Linked DNA regions of Mus musculus: region 1 is linked to region 2. Evidence: chromatin contacts called from public HiChIP or PLAC-seq data. All regions are on one chromosome and are shown on one strand. Each heading gives the region's core, a stretch centred on a gene start, on an enhancer-like site or on the middle of the called end of the contact. The rest is flanking DNA. Distances are from core to core; before and after follow the strand shown.

Region 1 (2,830 bases), core at 329-2,828, 270 kb after region 2:
GCCGAGAGGCTACTAGTTCTGTGGTCGGTGACAAAGGTCTAGAGGCCTGGCCCTGTTACCCAGAGAAAGAGGATAGGGTACCACAAATGCTGTTGAGGACATGGGTCAGGCCCCCTCCATGCCAGGGAGGGGCCTGAGTGAGGCAGAGCTTTTCAGAGTCCTGCTGGTCAGCAGCAATATGCTCCGGGGTTCCCACTGTGAATAAAAAGGACGCCGGCTCTCACTCCTGCAGATGTTCTGGGACCCAGCATCTGTGCACAGCAGGAATGGTCATCACTTGGCTCTGTGTGTCTCTTCCAAGTGAACCTATTTTGTGTGTGTGTGTGTCTGTCTGTCTGTCTGCCTGTCTCTGTGTGTAAGTGTGTATCTGTATCTCTGTGTGTGTGTATGTTTGTGTGTGTATCTGAGTATGTATTTCTGTGTGTATCTGTGTATGTGTGTGTATCTGTGTATGTGTGTGTCTGACTGTGTATGTATCTGTGTGTGTGTATCTGTGTATGTGTGTGTCGGAGTGTGTATGTATCTCTGTGTGTATCTGTGTATCTCTCTGTGTCTGTCTCTCTCTATGTGTATCTGTGTATGTGTGTGTGCATCTGTGTATGTGTCTGTATCTGTATATGTGTGTATATCTGAGTGTGTATGTTTCTCTGTGTGTATCTGTGTATGTGTCTGTGTATCTCGGTGTCTGTCTGTCTGTCTGACTGTCTGTCTGTCTGTGTGTATCTGTGTATTTCTGTGTGTAATTGCATCTGTATATCTTTGTGTGTATCTGTGTATATGTGTGTGTATCTCTCTGTGTCTGTGTATGTGTGTGTGTATCTGAGTGTGGGTATATCTCTGTGTGTATCTATGTATGTGTGTGTATCTGTGTATATGTGTGTATCTGTGTCTCTCTCTGTGTGTATCTCTGTGTGTATATATGTATGTATGCATGTATCTGTATATATGCATGTATCTGTGTATGAATGTGTATCTCTCTGTGTCTCTCTGTCTGTTTGTCTCTGTGTATCTGTGTGTATCTCTATGTCTATCTGTCTGTCTGTCTCTCTCTATGTATCTGTGTATGTGTGTGTATCTGTGTATGTGTGTGTGTCTGTGTGTGTGTGTTGGAGGAGGTACACCTATGTGCCCCTACATGTATAAGACTGAGGATACCTACCTCAGGTGACCTCTTTCTAGATGTTTCTTGCTCCCTTTAAGATGGGGTCTGTCATTTGCTTACCAGTCAGGCTAACCAGCGAACTCCAGGCATTTCCATCTCCCCATCGTCAGCACTGGGTTATAAATGTGTACCACCATACCTGGCTTTTTGGTAGGTTCTGGAAACCTGAACTCCATTTCTCATGCTTGCATGCCAAGTACATTCCTGATTAAATCGTGCCCCCACCCACCCCTCATCAAGCCATCTTAGGGTAAAAATAAGTCTCTAGTCTAAGATTAAAATTCCCTTGGATGCCCCTCCCCTCGCTCTGTAAGGCTGAAGGTAAACAGGGTTTGTTCAAAGCCTTGGAAACATTCCTGCATAATTGTGCCTAGTTATTAATGGTAAGACACCTGATCCTAGCTGGGCTGCACACCCGGATTCTGCTTTCTCTCCCTGCCGTTGCCAGGGCTCCCGTGTGCGACATCCGCGTGGCATGTCACACACATGGAAATGTGTGGTATGACAAGCACACTGTGTTACATTATACATTCTATACAATGTGTGTAATGGGATGTAGTGTATGACATATTCAGTCCCTTCTCAGCAACCACAGGGCTTGCCTCCAGACCTCCCTGGGCACCAGGATCTGGGATGCCCATCCCTTACATACAGTGGAGTGTTGCGGCATTTGCTGAGGAGGCTGCTGCACATGTCAATCACTCCCATGTGACCTTTGACCCCTGCTTCAACATGACAGCTGTGGAGACAGTTGCTGCACCTCATTGTCTGGAGAATGATGACAGGTTCTGCATTGAAAATGGTCTGAAGAGGGCCAGAGAGATGGCTCAGGGGGTAAAGGCAACTGCAGCCAATCCTGCTGACCTGAGTTCAATCCCCAGGACCCACATGGTGGGAAGAGATAATCAAATGTCAAAGTTGTCTTCTGACCCCCACATGTACAGTGTCATGTGTACCTCCTATAAATAAATAAATACAATAAAAATAGCTTCTGTAAAGTGCTGGATGAAGCCGACCGAGGGTGTGTTGCTGTGGGAACAGAGGCTGACTGCACACTAAGGGAGGCATGTAAAATAATCATGTGTGTAGGTAGAAGTCAGTGGCTTCCACACCGTCTCTCAACTGCTCAGCTTCGGGGCTCTGAAAATAGCTAACCTGGAGACTTCAGAGAAGACGCTAAAGAAGCGAATCACAAGAAGAAGCCAGCTAATGATGAATTATAAGACACGTGACACAGAGCCCAGAAGGCGAGCGTATGAAAAGCACAGTAGCTAGTGGCTGTCGCCATCGTCACTGTCCTGGGAAAGCTGCATGGCAATTTGCTCTTTGGGGAGCAGAAATTCACTCTTTGGGGTTAAAATGAAGTTTTCTTTGAAATGTCTTTGTGGTGTATGTGTGTGTGTGTGTGTGTGTGTGTGTGTGTGTGAGAGAGAGAGAGAGAGAGAGAGAGAGAGAGAGACAGAAAGACAGAGACAGAGAGAGACAGAGAGACAGACACAGAGAGACAGAGACAGACACAGAGAGACAGAGAGACAGAGAGACAGAGAGACAGAGAAAGAGAAACATACAGAGAGAAACAGAGTCACAGAGAGATAGAGAAACAGAGAGAGACAGAGAGATGGAAAAAGAAAAACAGAGACAGAGAGACAGAGAGATGGAGAAAGAGAA
Region 2 (3,108 bases), core at 380-2,879:
GGTTTCCTTCCTTTTTTCTTGCTGTAGGCTTGGGGTGTTTTTGATGCATTGAGCAATTAGCCCCTGGGCCCTGGCTCTTCCCTTGAAAGTGGCCTCACCTCTCCAGCGTGGGGAGTTTCCATGATTCTCTCTGATTGTGTCTGCCTGCCTGCAGGCCAGCTCCTTTAGAGGTGACAGCTGGGGAAGGACCTGCTTTGTCCTGGGTTCACAGCAAGGGGCTGCACTAGGGGGCCAGGTCCAGCAGTGTCTGCCTGAATGACTGTTCTGGGCAGGGGATCAGGTATAGGAGAGACAACAGCACACAGCGAAAGTGTTTTGTGCTTGTCTCGGCTTCCCTGGGATTGGCTGGTGGGTTTGCCTTACTCAGGTGATCAGGGTGGGAGGCATCGCTGCCACTGAAGAACACGACAGAACCCCAGAACACAGCTCTGTGTTGTCTCCATTCATGAAACAGGGTTAAAGCGAATGCTCTAAGATGGGAGAAACTTAATGCTTGTCTTTAATGGTCCTGTTCTAAGACATCTCCCAGCTGAGAGAACTGCCCAGAGAGGTCAGGCAACTCAGATAAGATCACACAGCATAGCTTCCAGTGAGCCTGCCTGAGGCCTTTTCTTTTTTCACGGGGGTTCGGGGTGGGGAATGGGGGACAGAATCTCATCCAGCTGAGTTTTGTATGGACCAAAGCCAGGTTTCAAACCAGAAATTTCCAAACCTTTCTAGAGTGCCCTAGGACGCACTACCCCGCCCCCCCCCAGGACCTTTCAACCCATGCTGTGCTCACACTCAAAGATTGGTCTGGATTCTGGGGAGGCCTTGATGGCGCTCATCCCTCCAGAGGAGAGACTGTGTTTCAGGCCCAGCTCTCGGGCTTTTTCTGAGCTGTGTGGCGTCTGACATCCTCTTCCTCACTCTCTGACGTGGAATGTTTTCCCCATAGAAGTCCTGTGAAGACTGCATAGTGTTAGGTAACGATGCGGAAGCATAAGCTCTGAAGCCAGACCTGGGTTCAGACCCTATCAGCTCTTCTTCCTACTGTGTGCCCTTGGGTACTTTACTTAGTCTCTCTGTGCTTCTATTGAGGCTAATAATAGTTCTACCTCAGTGAGCTGGCCTTCGGGAGCCCCGCGCACAGCTCCAGCCTTTATTGACGGCCTGCTCTGCCGATCGCCTTTCGTATGAGACCTTCAGAGATGTAAGGCATACTCAAAGCAGTGTTTTCACTGTCCGATCTGAGGGGTCGGGGAAACCGAGGCACGTCGCAGTGTCATGCCATCCCTGCAATAAGGATTCTGCCTCGCCATCAGGCTGGAGGGTGGGGAGACAAGCTGTGTACAGACCCTCTTGTTTGAGCCTGTTGGACAGACCTCATGCAGGCATCGGCGGGCTGGCGGCGGCGCTGTCAGGCACTGTCAAGCACTGCTGGTCGCCAGCAGCTGGATGCACGGAGGTGTTTTTCTTCCTCCTGACAGCAATACCCGGCTGGGAAGCGGTCCCTGGTGTGCGTAATGGTCACACATTCCCCCCCCCCCCACCCCTCGAGATGGAGGAATTCATGAGTTACCCCCGACCCTAGCCTCCCAGTTCTGGGCAAGGAGCCAGAGCCAGCCATAAACAGTCTGGGAGCTGACACTACACCCGCAAAACTCCAGTGTCTAGCACCTCAGGTGGGGCCTCAGCAACCTGCAGAACGGGGCTGAACAGGGAGAGTGATCAGGGAGAGGGGGGAGGCAGAGTGTTGACAGACTGAGGTCTCTCTCTGCTGCTGCTGATGGGTGTAAGGAACGGGGAGGCCTGCGTTGGATCCCCTGTGCTGTGTGACCTTGGGCAGGAGCTCCACCTCCCTGATCACTGGTTCCTTCCCCTGTAGACAGGTGGACTCCTGTGATCTTCTCAAGGGTGGGTATTGGCTGAGCAGCGGAGAGGTGGCAGAGAGTTTGGGGTACTGAATTTGGAGGGAAGGGATGGTTCTCTACCCTCAACACAGTTATGAACCCCAGCGTTCATGGCTGCCATCTGGGCTGTGGTGGCCTCAGGGAGACGTCCCCCAGGGGAATTTTGGCAGCATCTAGATACATCTCTGGTTGTCACCCTGAGTCCAGCTCCTCCTGGAGTCTACTGGATAGAGGACTGGCAGGCTGTTAAACGTTCCACTGTGCGTGTGGTGTGACCCCTTTCTACAACAACAACAACGACAACAACCAAAACTCATCCAGCAATACACATCAGTAGTGCCCAAGAAGCTGAAATACCCCCGGACAGCAAAGAGAGGCCTGGGTACAGGATAAACCTCAGATCATTCAACAGGTGCACACCAAGCCCTCACCAAGCAGTGGGGCCACAGGGACAGCCTCGATCCGGTGCAGTCTGCCTTTTAGGGAAGGAGATAGGCCACTGACAGCAAAACCAGACAGAGTCTCGGGATGAACCAGCCTGGAAATGAGGAGGGATAGGCACAGTGTATATTACAGGGAGGTCTGCTGTAGATGGAGACACATGCTGAGTTCTGGATGGTGAGAAGGAGTGGACTGTGGCATTCTGGGATATCAGATCAAAGCTGCTGATACCCATGGTGTAAGCACTGGAGCTGATGCTTCAGCCGCAGACTTTCTGGATCTGTAACACGGCTTCCCGAGTCTCGAAGTCAGCCAAGTCCAACAGTGCAGGCTCAAAGTAGTACAGCTCAGAGAGTTCAGAGATGGCTGGGGCGGCAGTATTTCATTGTGGGTGTGATGGGAGCCGGGAGGTTTTGGACTCTGGAAGGTGAGAGCCTGCCGTGTCACCGTAGATTTCCAGTTAACTGGGGCTTATTTGAATCCAAGGTATCCAGAACATTTTCTTCGTTCCAAGCTAGGATATTGGTTAGGGAGAGGGAAGGGGAGCTGGGGCACCAAGGCAGTCTAGCATGCCTCACCCGGGAAGTCTGTTGTCCTCTGCTCAGGGGAAGGTAGGATTTATGTGCTGGTCTGGGTGCTGGCCTCTTCTGTTCCGTCCCTCAGCCATTGTTCCTGAGACCCAAGGAGGTCACCAGCAGGAAGGCACAGGCTCCACCCAGGTGGCTGCCCTTGGCTTCCACCTTCTAGAAGCTTCTCTCTCTGTGTCTGGCAAAGG

The links. HiChIP or PLAC-seq counts read pairs in DNA pulled down with a chosen protein or histone mark.
Region 1: a contact with region 2 is called in an H3K4me3 HiChIP or PLAC-seq map of forebrain, with 5 times the contacts expected there. The contact joins two enhancer-like sites. A contact is called at or near these places in 1 of 484 Hi-C or Micro-C datasets (cortical neurons), 12 of 115 datasets of contacts at active chromatin or transcription factors (SST interneurons, VIP interneurons, craniofacial prominence and 7 more) and 1 of 9 other capture datasets (embryonic stem cells).

What each region holds. Positions count from the first base shown.
Region 1 is chr5:111,702,208-111,705,037 of GRCm38.p6, forward strand. No RefSeq gene overlaps it. Among named protein-coding and RNA genes, the nearest start is that of Gm36481, 4.1 kb to the right of the region's middle. Within about 2 kb of position 1,579, at least 19 of the 459 cell types and tissues checked have an H3K27ac peak or open chromatin away from gene starts, as enhancers often do. A contact at or near this core is called in cortical neurons and forebrain, where this site is marked.
Region 2 is chr5:111,433,017-111,436,124 of GRCm38.p6, forward strand. All of the region lies in intron 2 of Mn1 (meningioma 1), which reads left to right. Among named protein-coding and RNA genes, the nearest start is that of Mn1, 17 kb to the left of the region's middle. Within about 2 kb of position 1,630, at least 24 of the 459 cell types and tissues checked have an H3K27ac peak or open chromatin away from gene starts, as enhancers often do. A contact at or near this core is called in cortical neurons and forebrain, where this site is marked.